Regions from separate parts of the Sus scrofa genome. Here region 2 is linked to region 1. The links are chromatin contacts, called in public HiChIP or PLAC-seq maps. All regions are on one chromosome and are shown on one strand. Each heading gives the region's core, a stretch centred on a gene start, on an enhancer-like site or on the middle of the called end of the contact. The rest is flanking DNA. Distances are from core to core; before and after follow the strand shown. Region 1 overlaps MED13L (mediator of RNA polymerase II transcription subunit 13-like). Region 2 overlaps MED13L (mediator of RNA polymerase II transcription subunit 13-like).

Region 1 (3,512 bases), core at 865-3,364:
ATTGAACCTGCAACCTCATGGTTCCTAGTCGGATTCGTTAACCACTGCGCCACGACGGGAACTCCTCATTTTCTTTATTTCTAATGAGCATCATTTCACACAAATGGGTGTATATATTTTGTGAGTTTTCTTATTTTTCAAAAGCATGTAATCTCTAAAAAGCGTTTTATTTTCTTTTTCTATTTAAAATTTCCAACTCCTCATTAATAGGAATCTTTATTTCAAGTCAGATCATTCCATATTATGCACATTCTCATTTCAGAGCTTTTGTTCTTTCTAAGAGCACTGAATGCCTGGAATTGCTTAATTGCTTGCTAGCTACATAAATTTTCTCATCAAGATTCTGATGAGATAGATACCATGGTTCCCATTTTTCAGATAAGAAAACTGAAGCAAGAGAATAACTTGCCCTGGTCGTACACAGCCAGTGATGGAGCTGAATCACTGACTTCAGAACCTAAACAGTTAACCAGTGTATTGTAATGTGTGCTCTTCTTTCTTTTCTTGTCTAAATCCTTTTAGGGCTTCTTTGAGGCTCCTCCTAGCTATTCCAAACATTATTGGTCTTGTTCTTTTCTGAGCCTTTTAAAAATTAACAGTGTAGACCATATAATTTAGCACAGGCATGAAGGTAGAAATTACTGGAGCATATAGATTTGCCTGAGATTAATGGAGTGATAATACAGTTTACATTTTTTAAAAGTTTCATCAGAGATTAATGGAGTAATAATGCAGATCACAGTTTCTTCCCACAGATAGGCAGATTTTTTTTTCTTAGACTACTTTACTCCAAATGGAGAAATCAGTTGGAAAATGAAAAATTAGGATAGCTTATTGTTTTGATCAATGTCTAGGGCAAGATAAAAACTTAGGTAACTGCATAGTCTCAAAAAAAATTCATCGTTAAAAGTCTTTTAGTTTTTTAAAAATAAAAAGGCAATTGCTAGAGTTCAAGTTGTTTCGCAGCGAAAAAAGAATCCAACCAGGAATCATGAGGTTGTGGGTTCAATCCCTGGCTTTACTCAGTGGGTTAAGGATCTGGCATTGCTGTGAACTGTGGTGTATGTTGCAGACGCTGCTTGGATCCACCATTGCTATGGTTGTGGCATAGGCTGGCAGCTACGGCTCTGATTACACCCCTAGCCTGGGAATCTCCATGTGCCACAGGAGCGGCCCTAGAAAAGGCCAAGAAAAAAAAAAAAGACAAGATGGCTGCTCAAATTCTAGTCGTCAAGGTGGCATTCTAGATAGGAAGAGGAGGAAATGTACGAACGCCACAGCCCTCCTTTTTTTTTTTTTTTTTTTTTTTTTTTGGCATTTCTTGGGCCGCTCCCGCTGCATATGGAGGTTCCCAGGCTAGGGGTCTAATCGGAGCTGTAGCCACCAGCCTATGCCAGAGGCACAGCAATGCGGGATCCGAGCCGAGTCTGCAACCTACACCACAGCTCACGGCAACACCAGATCGTTAACCCACTGAGCAAGGGCAGGGACCGAACCCGCAACCTCATGGTTCCTAGTCGGATTCGTTAACCACTGCGCCACGACGGGAACTCCCACAGCCCTCCTTTTTAAGGAAACTTCTAGGAAATTCCTTATGAGAAACACTTGTGGTCATGCTTAACCTCAGGGAGGCTAGGAAATGTGGTTCTTCAAGGAAGCACATTGTTATCCCCAGCAAAATGGAGTATGAATTACTGTGGAGGAAGGAGCCATTTGTGTTTGGATAGGCAACTAAATACGGCTACTATACAGAGAAAATAATGTGAATTTGTGTTTATAGTCTGCTATTGCAGTTGGGTAAGAAATCATCCCAATATCACTAATGAACTTCATAAAATCAGTTCCTAGAAATTTCACAAGAGTTCTCTTTTAGTTAAGGTTAATAAATATAAATCATAAACCAATGTTTGGTTGTAGTTAGGCATGAAAATAGTTTTTTCAAAAATATTGTATACTTTTTCTAAAAGAGATTCACAGTTACCTTGATATACACAAGATGGTTACTTTGGCTATATTAAAAATATCTTTTTGCTACAGCTGTGGCATATGGAAGTTCCTGGGCCAGGGACTGACTCTGAGTCACAGCTGTGACCTATGCTGAAGTTGTGGCAGTACCACATCCTTTAAGCCACTGCGCCAGGCTGGGGATTGAACCTGCACCTCTGCAGTGATCTTGAGCCACTACAGTCAGATTATTAACCCACTGTGCCACAGTAGAAACTCCTAAGGGATTATTTTGGTTTACATGGATTCTTCCATTAATACATAAATTTTTGATTATCTTTATTGAGGTATGTTACATAAAATAAAATTTACCCATTTTAAACAAGTCCAGATTTATGAGTTTTGACAAATGTGTAGTCTGAAACCAGCTCCTACTTCTAGGCAACCATTGATCTGCTGTTATTGTACACTCATTTTGCTTTTCTAGAATATTTTATAAATGGAATCATAATGAATCATGGGAAGTATAGATTTTGCTTTAAAAATTTTTATTGGATTTACAATGTTGTGTTAGTTTCAGGTGTACAGCACAGTGAATCAGTTATACATATATCCATTCTTTCTCAGATTCTTTTCCCTATATTACAGAGTATTGAGTAGATTTCCCTGTGCTACACAGTAGGTCCTTGTATAGTCATATGTATATGTTAATCCCACCTTCCTAATTTATCCCTCCCCTCAGAATTTCCCCTTTGCTAACCATAAATTGGTTTTGAAATCTTTGAGACTGTTTCTGTTTTGTGAATAAGTTCTTTTGTATCATTGTTTAAATTAGATTCCGCATATTAGTGAACTCATAGACTTCACTTTATAAAGCACTGCTAAACTTTAACGAAAGTACCATTTTACATTCCTACCAGCTATCTGTGAGCTCTGATTGCTGTTTCAGGGTAGCAAAGGTTTTCTCTGATGATTTCTTCCGGAAGTATCATAATGTTCATTATTAGGTTTAGGTCTATTATTAAGTGATCCATTTTGAGTTAATCTTTTTGTGTGATGTGAGGTAAGGGTTGAAGTTCTTTTTGCACATGGGATATGTAATTGTTCTAACATCATTTGTTGAAAATACTGTTTTTCTTATCACTGTCAAAAATCAACTGAATGTATTGTGTGTATGTGTATGCATGGATAGTTTTCTGGATTATATATTCTGTTCCTCTGCTCTGTAGTTCTCTTATGCCAATACCACACTGTCATGATTACTGAAATTTTATAATATGTCTTCAAATCAGGGTAAATTCTCCATTTTTTTTTTTTTTCCTCAAAATTGGTTTGGCTCTCCTGGGTTCTTTGCATTTCAGTATGTTTTAGAATCAACTTGTCGGTTTGTTTAAAAAAAAAAAAAAAAAAACCTGCAGGGATTTTATTGTGATTTTGTTGAGTCTGTAGATGAAGTTGGGGAGAATTGACAGGTTAACAGTTTTAGATATTCCAGGCCATGAACATGTTCTAGCTTGAATTTCTTTCAGCATTATAGTTTTTGGTGTATAATTCTGGAACAGGTATTA
Region 2 (3,651 bases), core at 600-3,099, 150 kb after region 1:
GACACATATTTGGAAACTTCTTTGCAGAGAAATTTTTCAAAATCCATAAACCTGTGTGTTACATTAATTCTACCACATTTTAGTTATATATCAGGTTAAATATGAACTTGAATAGTCCTTGTTCACATCTGCAACACTTTTCAACACTGTTTATAATAACAATACAGAATAATAGAAATTTTTGTATGGAAAAATAAGAGTACATTGTGATATTTTACTTTGTGGAAAATCTTGGAACACTTAAAAGCAATAAACATGAAATTTATAAATAAATATCAAAGATACATTGACAAATACAACGCTAAGTTGTAAAATCATGTAGTATTTAACTCTTAACACTTTGAAATCCTAAAGACCACAATATTTTTATAGTGGTTTCATACGCATACTAAATATATCAACATATTGTTGAGAAATACAAAATATTCACATGTCCTTTGTGTAGGGCAAATGGAAAAAGCATTGAAGAGTTTTATAAAAAGGAATTCAATATTAATTGCCTTTATTTATAAAAATGAAGAAAATAAAACTAATTTCTGGATAGTGCATAGCATTTCATTATATATTTCTCTGTGTACTTTGTGGCTTAATTTTCTTAAAATTAAAATATGATAAGAAAAAAATCATTCCATATGAAGTACAGGTAATAATTGATGAAAAAAACTCCATGTTAGAAGTTGTAGCAATGATTTAGGTGAAGACTCGAACTTACAAAGTTGTTTGGGATTTGTAACTGGGCGGGTAAAGCAGTATTTTTAGAAACATTGATTTCAAGAGTTGAGTAGTCTTAAATATTCCAAATATTTGATAGTTCTCTCTCTCATTGCAAAACAAAACAAAATGCAAGTATACACAAAATCCCTTCAAGACACTAAGAAATTTACTATTTCCATAATCCTATGCCAGAATAAAGCTCTACCTTTAAACACAATCCTTTATACATAATTTTTAATGTATATAGGACAAAGTACATATTTTAAAAAATTATAGCTCACTGTTTTGTTTTTTATATCATAATTTATTCCTTTCAGAGAATTTTTTCTCAATATTGAATGAATATATGAATTCAATTAATGAATTTGTGATTGAATTGTACTCTTTTTTTTTTTTCCTTTTTCTTTTTTCTTTTTTTTGCTTTTTAGAGCCACACTCACGGCATATGGAGGTTCCCAAGCTAGGGATTTAATTGGAGCTGTAGCCACTGGCCTACACCACAGCAACGCCAGATCCGAGCTGCGTCTGTGGATCTTTAATCCACTGAGCAAGGCCGGGGATTGAACCCACAACCTCATGGTTCCTAGTCGGATTTGTTTCCACTGTACCATGACGGAAACTCCAGAATTGTACTCTTTTTGTATTTTTTGATATAAATGGCAGCATGCTTCTTTGTTGAAAGAAAATTAGAAGAGCAGAAAAACTAGGAGAGAAGAGAAATGCAGATAATTTGTTCTGTGCTCATGGATTCAGAATTTGTGAACTAGTCCAAGTCATTTTGAATTATCATTTTAAAAGAAAATTGTGTCATATGGGAGTTCCCGTCGTGGCGCAGTGGTTAACGAATCTGACTAGGAACCATGAGGTTGCGGGTTCCGTCCCTGCCCTTGCTCAGTGGGTTAATGATCCGGCGTTGCCGTGAGCTGTGGTGTAGGTTGCTGACACGGCTCGTATCTCGCGTTGCTGTGGCTGTGGTGTAGGCCGGTGGCTACAGCTCTGATTCAACCCTTAGCCTGGGAACCTCCATATGCCATGGGAGCGGCCTAAGAAATAGCAAAAAGACCAAAAAAAAAAAAAAAAAAATTGTGTCATATGCAGTATGACATGCAATAAAGCTTAAGATATTTCTAAAGAACTTTGGAGTTCCTGTTGTGGCTCAGTGGTTAATGAATCCAACTAGGAACCATGAGGTTGCAGGTTTGATCCCTGGCCTTGCTCAGTGGGTTAAGAATCCGGTGTTGTCATGAGCTGTGGTGTAGGTTGCAGATGCGGCTCGGATTCCGCATTGCTGTGGCTCTGGCGTAGGCTGGAGGCTACAGCTCCGACTGTACCCCTAGCCTGAGAACGTTCATATGCAGGAAGAGTGGCCCAAGAAAATGGCAAAAAGACAAAGAAAAAATGAACTTTGGCTTAGACCTTGGTTTGATTTCAGAGCCTTTTACTCGGGTAGTTACCTCAACCTCACTAAGCCTTAGTTAATGCTCTTTAAATATAGGCTACTGTGTATCTGAAGTTTTTGTTAGATGATGCATATATAATGCATGCCATATAGTACTTGACCTGTTGTTCAATAATAATTATTAATATAAATAATTCATTTATCCATAAATTATTATTTTGCATATTTTGATAGATCCTCTTATAAGAGTTTTTTGGGGAACAAATAGTGTTTCTTTTGGAAAATAATAATTAAGCTGTTTAGCTTCCTTCCTACAGTTAGAATGGATGAGTTGAGATTTTTTTGAAAAATTGTAGTAATTGTTTTGTCCTTTAAAATAATGTTCTCTTTCATCAAACTTTAAGTAACTGTGTTCTTTGAATGAAAATTACCCTACTCATGATACAGGGAAGCATTTTACATGGTTTAGCTCTCTTTATTCATTGTCAGCAGAAACTTGGTTGGTTAATACATGCTTGCCCTTTTGTTCTTCTCATCGCTTAGACCACTTGCTATAACTTACTTATCTGTGTACAACCTAAATTTATTCAAATACAATTTACTAGCTATTCTGTCAATAAGTATGCCTTTCTGTATGGCTTTCAGTTTCTAATTATATAAGATTGATTTAGTTACCCAGTGTGTGTATGCTTTTAGCATCAAAACTAGAATTGAGCTTATTGAAACACATCCTCAAGGAACGTATATCACTTGAGTGTTTGTTCTCCTGAACATTTTCCCCCCTTAGTTTGCGTATTAACAGAGTTTGTACAATTGAATTATTATTTCTGCTTGAAATTGTTTTTTCTTTTTTATGGCCACACCTTCGGCATATGAAATTTCCTGGGTTACAGGTGGAATTGGAGCTGCAGCTGCTGGCCTGCATCACAGCTATAGCAATGTGGAATCCAAGCTGGATCCTTAGCCCACCGAGTGAGGCCAAGTATCGAACCTGCTTTCTGTGGATACTAGTCAGGTTCTTAACTCACTGAGCCACAACAGGAACCCCTGCTTTAAATTTTTAAACATACGGATTTGTTTAATTAAAAGGGAATTCCATTAATTGATTTGAGAAGCTCTCACAGCTAAGTGGTAGTCATATAAATTGATCTTCTTTACCAAAAGCAGTGGTTGCTAATGTATACAGAATGATGGATTAATTCTGGTTTATTAAAAGTAATTTCTCAGAGTTCCCGCTGTTGCACAGTGGGCTAAGGATCTGGTGTTGCCACACTTGTGGCTTGTATTCAATCCCTGCCTGGGAACTTCCATATGATGCAGGTGTTGCCAAATATATGTATATGTGTAAATATATATATAAACATATATATAAAATGATTTCCCTACAGAAATTAAGGTAACATTATAAAAGTCACACTGGGCAAGATAATCTCATTCCTTGTTGCTACTTTATCTTGATTGGTTCTTTGGTAATACTATATTGATACTGTGTAGAATATTTTAAATTCAGAAGTAATACCTCTTCAAATATTTTACCT

Evidence for each region. HiChIP or PLAC-seq counts read pairs in DNA pulled down with a chosen protein or histone mark.
Region 2: a contact with region 1 is called in an H3K27ac HiChIP or PLAC-seq map of alveolar macrophages. The contact joins two enhancer-like sites. A contact is called at or near these places in 1 of 47 Hi-C or Micro-C datasets (embryonic fibroblasts) and 1 of 2 datasets of contacts at active chromatin or transcription factors (alveolar macrophages).

Annotation. Positions count from the first base shown.
Region 1 is chr14:36,079,952-36,083,463 of Sscrofa11.1, forward strand. The region is part of intron 1 of MED13L (mediator of RNA polymerase II transcription subunit 13-like); the gene reads left to right. Among named protein-coding and RNA genes, the nearest start is that of MED13L, 20 kb to the left of the region's middle. Within about 2 kb of position 2,115, at least 1 of the 83 cell types and tissues checked has an H3K27ac peak or open chromatin away from gene starts, as enhancers often do. A contact at or near this core is called in alveolar macrophages, where this site is marked.
Region 2 is chr14:36,228,257-36,231,907 of Sscrofa11.1, forward strand. All of the region lies in intron 3 of MED13L (mediator of RNA polymerase II transcription subunit 13-like), which reads left to right. Among named protein-coding and RNA genes, the nearest start is that of MED13L, 170 kb to the left of the region's middle. Within about 2 kb of position 1,850, at least 1 of the 83 cell types and tissues checked has an H3K27ac peak or open chromatin away from gene starts, as enhancers often do. A contact at or near this core is called in alveolar macrophages, where this site is marked.